2 separate regions of the Rattus norvegicus genome follow, and region 1 is linked to region 2. Evidence: chromatin contacts called from public Hi-C data. All regions are on one chromosome and are shown on one strand. The core of a region is the stretch at or near the end of the contact, and the rest is flanking DNA. Distances in the headings are between cores, read along the strand shown. Region 1 overlaps Zfhx3 (zinc finger homeobox 3). Region 2 overlaps Zfhx3 (zinc finger homeobox 3).

Evidence for each region. Hi-C and Micro-C count contacts between places; a contact is called where the count stands out from the background.
Region 1: a contact with region 2 is called in a Hi-C map of psoas muscle, with 2.2 times the contacts expected there. The contact joins two enhancer-like sites. A contact is called at or near these places in 4 of 12 Hi-C or Micro-C datasets (frontal cortex, kidney, prefrontal cortex and 1 more) and 1 of 1 datasets of contacts at active chromatin or transcription factors (oligodendrocytes).

Annotation. Positions count from the first base shown.
Region 1 is chr19:53,755,573-53,759,657 of GRCr8, reverse strand. The region is part of intron 5 of Zfhx3 (zinc finger homeobox 3); the gene reads right to left. Among named protein-coding and RNA genes, the nearest start is that of Zfhx3, 210 kb to the right of the region's middle. Within about 2 kb of position 1,262, at least 3 of the 93 cell types and tissues checked have an H3K27ac peak or open chromatin away from gene starts, as enhancers often do.
Region 2 is chr19:53,625,932-53,630,089 of GRCr8, reverse strand. It overlaps Zfhx3 (zinc finger homeobox 3), which reads right to left. Exons shown (of 10, transcript NM_001427481.1): 2 at 1-1,095. The coding sequence starts at 1,049. Among named protein-coding and RNA genes, the nearest start is that of Zfhx3, 77 kb to the right of the region's middle. Within about 2 kb of position 2,544, at least 18 of the 93 cell types and tissues checked have an H3K27ac peak or open chromatin away from gene starts, as enhancers often do.

The DNA.
Region 1 (4,085 bases), core at 13-2,512, 130 kb before region 2:
CAGTTCTCTCTGGTCTAGAAGGGGCCCAGGACTCGGCCTATAAATAAGTGGCTCTTGCTTTTGTCTCTGGGGTTGCAGAGTCTCGGGTCCTTGAACTGTAGAGGGTGTCTAAATTCCTGGCAGGGCACGCTGAATACTGACCGCAGGCCCTCCTCACAGACTCTTTCTGCAGGTGAGAGTCAGAGACTGCACAGCCAGTAAGTTCCCCGGTGAGGCAGGCAGCCCAGGGACCACGCTTGGAGAATAGCTACCCGGTCAGCACTTCTTGTCACTGGTAGGAGTCATAACACGATCTGCTCTAACTTGAATTCGAGTTGAAGAGCCCCGCTGGCCCGGGCAGACCTGCCGGTTCACTTTCCAGCCAATGACTTGGAACTTTTAGCTTAATTTGGGAAGAAAAGAGACAGGCCTGGTCTCAGAGTCAAGATGTCTCTAGCCAGAGGTGAAGGACTACACCCAGTTGTCCCTTGGGGAACCTACTCACTGTAAAAGCAAATACAGACACGTGTTCAAAGCCAGGAGTCTAGAAGGCATCGCCTCTATGCACGCGTTCTGTCTGTTATACAGAATGGCGGGTTTCCTTGTCTTGAGAAATCCTACTCTTTCCACAGATCTTGGAGAGCCAAAGCCTGTGTTGCTCTTCCCACTTTTCCCAAAGGGGCAGTGCTGGCCTCCCTGCCCTATGCACCAGCGATCGATCAGTGCTGGCCAAAGTCCCCTTGACTTTGACCCTGGGAGGATGAACTGATCCACATCGGCTTTTCTCTGCACTTGTTTGTCTCTGGGAATGGAGACTGCGTGGTAGGTACCCTGAGCTGTGAGGTCGCTGTCTCCCCAGTTTAAGGTGCCACTCTGGGGAGCCCTGAAAGTCTCGTGGTAGAATGGTGGGCCTGTGCTGACTGGTGGATGCCGGCTGCTGCTGCCACTGCTTCCCCTGTAGCTTTGAGGAGAGAACAGTACGATGTTCTACATCCCAGGCATCAATCTGCCGCCCTAATTCCTTGTTGAAATATGCATAAGGATGCTTAACTACGCTGATTGGAGCTCCCAAAAGGATGTTTTGCGTTTCCACATGCAAGACACCTTGCTCCCTCTGTGTCAGACTTGTGAACGAACCACCAGTCAAAACAGCTGCCATTTCACTTAGACCAGCTTGCTTGCTGTCTGTCTGTCTGTCTGTCTGTCTGTCTGTCTGTGTCTGACTGACTGACTGACTATCTATTTAATACCTTCTAGGCACCAGTTGCTACCATGAGCCCAGTGCGTGCCGGGACTTGGCAGTCAGCTCTGGACTCACCGTGTTCCCCCCTCTGGTTTCATGACATGGCTGAAATGACCGTGAACTTGGAGCAAGCAGAGGAGGAGTCATGCAGGCCACGCATCATTGACACTTGCCAGTGATCGATCCCAGCATTTGGGAGGCCAAGGAAGGAGACTCACACGTTCGCAGCTAGTTTTAGGGCAGCGAGGATCTATCTACTTTGGAACCTTGTGGGTTCCAAGCCAGCCTAGATCCCAGAAATAGAACTATAATCACACTCTTCCAGTGTTTTCCTAGTTCACACCTAACACCCCAGGGTTTTGACTGAATTTTATTAATGGAACCATGGCAGCTTGGGAGTGAACCCGTGACACGAGGAACCAATCAAAAGTTCCCCCTTAGCCTGGCAGAGCAGCTCTCTCCTCAGCCCCGGTGCAGCTTTGACAGAAAATGGAAATCACTCTCACCTTTTCCAGCACTGACTGGGGAGACTGGAAACATCTCCTGTCTGTCAGTCAGTCATCTCCGCTCAGCAGAGAAAGCTCCAGGTCTGCACAGATGCCTCCCTGAGCTTCCACAGGGTCTCCTGCCCACATCACTCTTAAAGCTGAGGCTGAGTGACCAGCGCGCAGGGGTTCAGGGGGTTCCCGAGTACCTTTGCGGAAGGTCAGGAACACACATATTCCCACATGCCTTTCCCCACCCTGGGCAGAGTTCCCTTGACGGGAAGTTACTAGTCCTCACTGACAGGGTAATCAGCTTGGGGTGGGGTGGGGTGGGATGGGGTGTTGCTAATGTCTCAATCAGACCCTGGCTGGGGGACCACAACTGTTTGATCGACTACTGCAGTTTCCTCTACTCACAGGGCTTCCATGAGCACAGCAGAGGATGCAGCATACCACAAGGTCTAGCTTGCTCTAATGTCTTGGACACCTGTTGCAATGGTTTCATTTTCAGAAATGAACAGGAGTTCCAGGGACTGGCAGGAGCCCTTAGGGGCTGGGAAACCTGATGAGAGTCAGCCCCTGGTTTTAGACAAGCGGAAGCATCCTAACTTTACCTCTTCCGTTCAGCAACATGAAACAGGGCTGGATGACCCCAGAGAGTGAGTAGACCAACTTACATCTCAAAGCACCTCATGCCACACTACTTAACCGACAGGCTCTTAGGGATGTTTCGGGGCAGTGCTGAGCAGCGCTTAGCAGATGCCATATAGTCACTGCCCCTCACACGTACAGTTGACAAGTACGTGGTACCTTAAGAAGTCCAGGATTGGCCACGTGTCCTCTCTGCTTCTCATATAATAAGAGAGCGTGGCTGTGCTATATACTCTTCAGTTTGTAACGTAGTGAATGGATGTCTGACCCAGGAGGTTAAAGAGCCTGCTGGTGGGTCATGGAGAAAATCGATCATAGCTCTGATGCCCAGGAGTCCCCAGTTGTGGGGCACAGCCCTCCAGCTGCAAAATCAAGGTGACAGGGGACCCGAGGAGAACAGCTGCGCCTAAGAAAAGCGATGTTCCAGGAAGCACTGGGGTACGTTTGAAAGAATCCCTGTTAGGATTCAGACGACCTTTACGGAAGTTGCAGCTCTGACAAGGCAGGGGAGATGAACAGGGCCACAGCCTGAGAATCTTAAACACATCTCCAGGCCATCTGCAAGTGACAGGGTGTTCCGGTGCACGTGAGCGCATGTGTGCGGAGCCAAAGGGTCACCTCAGGTGTCACGCTGGCAAGGGCACCGAGTAGGCTAGGTAGCTGGCTAAGAAGTCCCAGGGGCCCACCTCCATCTCCCTGGATCTACGATTATAACCGCATGCTCTACACCCAGCTTTTTAAAAATGTGGGCTCAGGGGTTCCAGCTCAGACTCCTTGTACTCACAAGGCAGGCGCTCACTGGCTGAGCTGCCCTCTACCAAGTATTTCCCACAGCCATGATGGAGACTCCCATTTACCTTCGTACTCCTTCATTTACATTCTAGGCCCCAAGTGTGTACCCTAAGAGTAATTCTCATCTCACTGTGCCATAGTCACCTGATTACACATGACGCTTCCTTTACAAAGTTCCTTACATGTCTACACACACACACACACACACACACACACACACACACACACACACACTCACTCACTCAACTGATAGGGTCTTGGGTCTTATCACTTACGACCTAACCATATAAAATTTCAGAGCCAAGCTCTGGATTACTAGAATCTGGGTAAGTTTAGCATGCACCACGCCCCGCATCTATTTTTGCTTTCCAAAATAAAAAGAGTCGATGGTCCCTTCTCAGCCCTGAGACAGAATTCTGCCAGCAATGACTGTAAGCAGCAAAGCTCTGCTAAAAGCAGTCTGGACATGGCAAAAGGGGGCGGGGGTGTTACAAGTAGACCCTGGAGGAGCTGACGGCTATGCAATTTCTAGCTGTGTGAAAATAAAAACCCAGATACAGTGTCCACTGGCAAGGCCATGGATGACTAAGGAGGCCACATGAACGAGGCTCCCAGCATCCCCTGCTCACACTAGACTGCAAAGACAAGAGGCGCGGCACGGTAGGGAATGCGAGCCTGAATGCTACAGAGTGGGGCTACTCCTGTAGAGGTTCGAACAGGCCCGAGTGCTGGAAGTGACCACTCAGAGGTGTTCATGTGGCATTTGCACTGACACCTGTTCCATGCTGGCTGTGACGACAGAGTGAGAAGGGCCCGCGGTCTCTGCTATCCCACCAGGAAACATGGGCGTGGTGCTGTCTTGACACTCCCCCTCCCCTTTGGAGAAAGCCTGTTTGAACCCTTCCCCCAGGCCCTTGCTATATTACAGACCTACG
Region 2 (4,158 bases), core at 1,295-3,794:
GGGTGTTGAAAGTTTTTGTTTTTTGGTTCCAGAAAACTTACAAGGGGTTCCTTGTCTTTGCCAATCCCTTGGATGATAGCGGAGGTGTTCTTATTGCTAAGAAGTTTCCGCTCCTCTTCACTCAGGGTCATTCGATGGTCGTGCACCGCGTGGGTCACAAATGAACGGACATACCCAAAGGAGAGTTTGCACAAGAAACACATCAGAATGGGTTTCCTCTTGCCGTAGAGCACAAAGCCATCGAATTTGGACAGGTCCACATTGTTGGGGACATCTTTGGATACGCAGGAGCTTTTGGCAGAACCATCACTGTTCAGGTAATCCTTGTTGCTTTTGTGTCGCACGTCAAAAACGCGGAAGCTGTGCAGGACAGGGCTGAGCCCCGCCAGGGCTGAGGTATTCGGGAAGGCCTGGTCTGAGCCCTCAAACCATTTCCCGAAGGATGAGGCTATGTGGAAAGTGTTGATGATCTGCGGGTACACGGGTGCAGCACACGAAGGGTCCCCTTGTTTACCCCCCACCCCGGGGAGAGAGTTCAGGAAGAGCGAGGGGACGCCCCCGCTTCCACTGCTGCTGCCGCACGCGGCCCCGCTCTGGGCCAGCTGGCTCAAGCTCTCAACAATGTATGCGGAGCCATCTGGCTGGTAGACGATTTCCCCGGCCAGGTTCTCCACATCGCTCTCCTCCTCGCCCTCCTCGCTGGTGTCGCTGGCGCTCTCCTCTCGCAGGGCCGGCGGGGGATGCGTGCCAGGGCAGTGGTGCTCCATGTAGGTCTGGAGGCTGGAAAAGGAGGCTGAGCACTCGTTGCAGCTGACCTCCTTGCTGGCGGGCTCGGCGGGCGGCCCAGCGGAGGTGCTGCTGTCCGCCAGGCGCTCATTGAAGGGGGCCCTCAGGCTGTCCAGGGGCCCATGGCTCTCGCCTGTGGGTTGCTCCATGCTACTGGGTTTGTCGGGGAGGTGGGTGCTGTTGAGTTCAGTCCATTGCCGGTGCTGAGGGATCCCGCACCCATTGTCCTTCCCCGAGACGACGGGCGAGTCACAGCCTTCCATGGTAAGGCCTGCGTGGAGCTTTCATTGCACCCAGTACGGATCGGACCTGAAGGGCGGAGGCAAGGGCCGGGGAGGAGGGAGAGAGGGGAAAGAGAGAAAGAAAGGAAAGAGGTTAGGAGGGCCGAGGCTAAAGTCCCCCTGCATGGGGTGCTATAAGAAGCTTCTGTCCACACCCACAACTCAAAAAGCTTGCAGGGCAGAGGGCAGACTGGGGGACATGGCCCTGCACAGTGCAGTACAGAGAGGGCAAGCAGCAGGCACCATGGACGACACAGCCCGGTCCATGCAGTGAGGGAGAAATGGGGAAGTGGTCAGGGATATGCCCTTTAGACTAAACGCTGTCACTGTACAGCTAAACCCATTGGAATCTCCACTCGGTGCCATCAGGGCTTCGAGACAGGCGGGGCAGGGAGCCTCAGTGGAAGAGGCTTGTCATCATTCCAGTATCCAGTGAGGTCACAGAAAGGGCCCTTGGCGCATACAGATAACTTACATGAAGTCATCTGTACCTGATTGATCACACCGGGAAGGGGTGGGGGTGGGGGGGACACCAGTGAGGATGAGGGGAAGAAAGAGACTGGCAGGCTGAGACGTGCCCAGTGATGTAGAGAAATCAGAGGTACTTTTCAATGACTGAGTGTCAGGTTTGGTAAGTTCAAAGGTCTTCGGGGTCAGAGGGCAAAGGTAAAGTGTTAGGTACATCCTGAAAAGGGCCCAAGGGGGGCCAATGGCCAGATTCCTCCCCTTCCGGCCTCGGAAACATCAGAAGTCACATTTCCCAAGCAGTGAACCTTACAGGGTAAATCTCAATAGAGTCCGGTGCCACGACTCTGACCATCAAACTCAAGAGAAGACGCCCCAAATTCCCACCTCCTTCCTCCCAAACCAGAAACGCTTCCTTGTCTGGAGCTCAGCACACTTCACACTGAAACTAGGAAAGCAGCATGGATGAGACTGGCCAGACTTTGAATGGGCCAATGCCTCCTTGGGGAGCAATACCTCAGCTCGTCTGCAGGGAGCCCGTTCGCCGTGTGCCACGCATGGGGCCGTTTTCCCCTGCAGAGGCAGAGCCGGCAGCTGGGCTTAGCAGGGCCCGCTTCCACAGCTGACTCTTAGTTATTGGTTGCTACCCCAGCAGCTGTCCTTCAGCCCTAGGGCTTTTCCGTTTCCGACTCCGGAGTGCTACTGAGCTGAACTTGCCCTCTGAGAACTCACATCCCCGGGGAAGGTAGCAACAGATCACAGGGCTGCCCGGCTCCTGCAACACCACCGCAGGGGCGGTTATCGCCTTGCTGCCATTCTCCTACAGGTGGCTCGGCACCTCTCCGAGTCCAGTCTTTTACCCTCGGACCCCAAGCCATCTGTCCCGGGCTCTGCCATCTAGCTCATTCATAAGCAGCAGACAAAGCTCTTGGCTGGGTTTCATCTCCCTCCATCTCCTGCCAACCCTGTCTTTTTGCATTTCCTCCAGGCTTGACTGCATAGTGAGCCAACAGCTCCCCCTCGGGAAAAGAAGGAGAAGGCAGGCTTGCAGGAGCCTCCAAAGAAATCGCTTTTCTGAAGGACGTGCCATGATTGGCTTACGACTCGCAACCTACGCACTTGTCTGATCAACTGATAACCTCGGTCTCTGCGATGGTAAAAGTTCTGTGTGCCTCAGAAAAGACGTGCTCGTTTGAAACAAATCGTCACGCTAAACCAACCCCAGTGGCAAAGGAAACAGGACTTCCCATAAGGCTTAGCTGGGATCTAGGTGAGAATCTGGGGAGGCTCTTCCTAAGGACGTCCCCTGATTGGCTAGATGACACTTGATTGACAGTTCAAGCCCAAAAGGATGGCGGGTCTGAAGGGGCGGGAGGGTTAACAGCCCGATTGTAAAATCAATGTCATAAATGCTTGGTAAGTTACAGGAACATGCGGGAAGGGGAGGCCACGATTGATAAAGGAGAACAGCTTTGATGCTGCACCAGGGACTTGTTTATTGACAGCAAAGCCAATCTCCTCTCCAGCCTGGGCTGGGCCAGAGAAACCTGCTAGCATTTACCAATTAATTGGTGGGCTTTGCTTGCCGGGCTCTCTTCCTCCTCCTCCATGAACTGGCCAGCTAAGGGGCTGAGACTTTAAAAACAGGCAATGACAATGACAACAACAGCAGCAACAGCAGCAGCAGCAGCAACAACAACAACCGAAACAATATCCCCTTTAATTTGTTCTCTACTCCCAAGCAGGTGACTAATTCTGAAAGACAGAGAGCTGGGGGCACAGGGTCTGGGGAGTGAATCTCAGGGAGGTCCATAAGGACACAGGTGGGAAAGAGAACCCGGTTTCCAGACCCAGGCTGCCTGCGTTAGGCCTTCTCCTCCATGCACACTGACCACTGACTGACCGCAAGCCAAACCTTTTGAGGAGCCCCATGAATAGCACTGTTCTGAGAGATGCAGGCTCCTAGTTCACACCCCACGCCAAACTGTCAGGTCCACGTCATCCCTGGGAACCTGAACTAAAGCTTGAGACGCAGTTTCGCAGCGTCTCCGTCACCACGTCTGTGCCTGGTTTCCATATTGCCAGGTAAGGGGGTGGAGGGCAGAAAGGCCGGCTGCACGCCTCAGCCTCAGTCCCTAGCAGATGCGGGAAGAAGGAATAGACAGGGGAAGGGGGTGGGGGTGCGCTGACGTGAAACAATCTCTTCATCCTGCCCAGTCTGGCAGCTCATGGGCCTCGGGGCATCCACTGCTCTCCCACCCAGTGTGCTTGCTCTGTTTATCAGCCAGTCAATAAGAAAAAGGTAGTTCTTACTTAAGGAGCCAGAAGTCAACTCCGCAGGTCGATCAGCACTCTGTCTGTAAACATGGTTTCCCGTAAAATCAATGCTCTTCAGTTACAGAGGGCGGCCTGGGAACCAAGTGGGTCCCCACACTTTCACGGGAAGCCCTGCCACTCAGCATTCACAAATCTCTCCTCAGCCCCCTGGCCCACCCCTCAAGCCCTGACCCCATCCCACGGGCACTCCAGTCGGGCTCACCCGGAACTCTCAACCCTCGCTGTGGGCCAATTCTTCTTCCCCTGGCCGCTCCCCCAGGTTCCCCTTTAAATGGCCTCAATACTACAC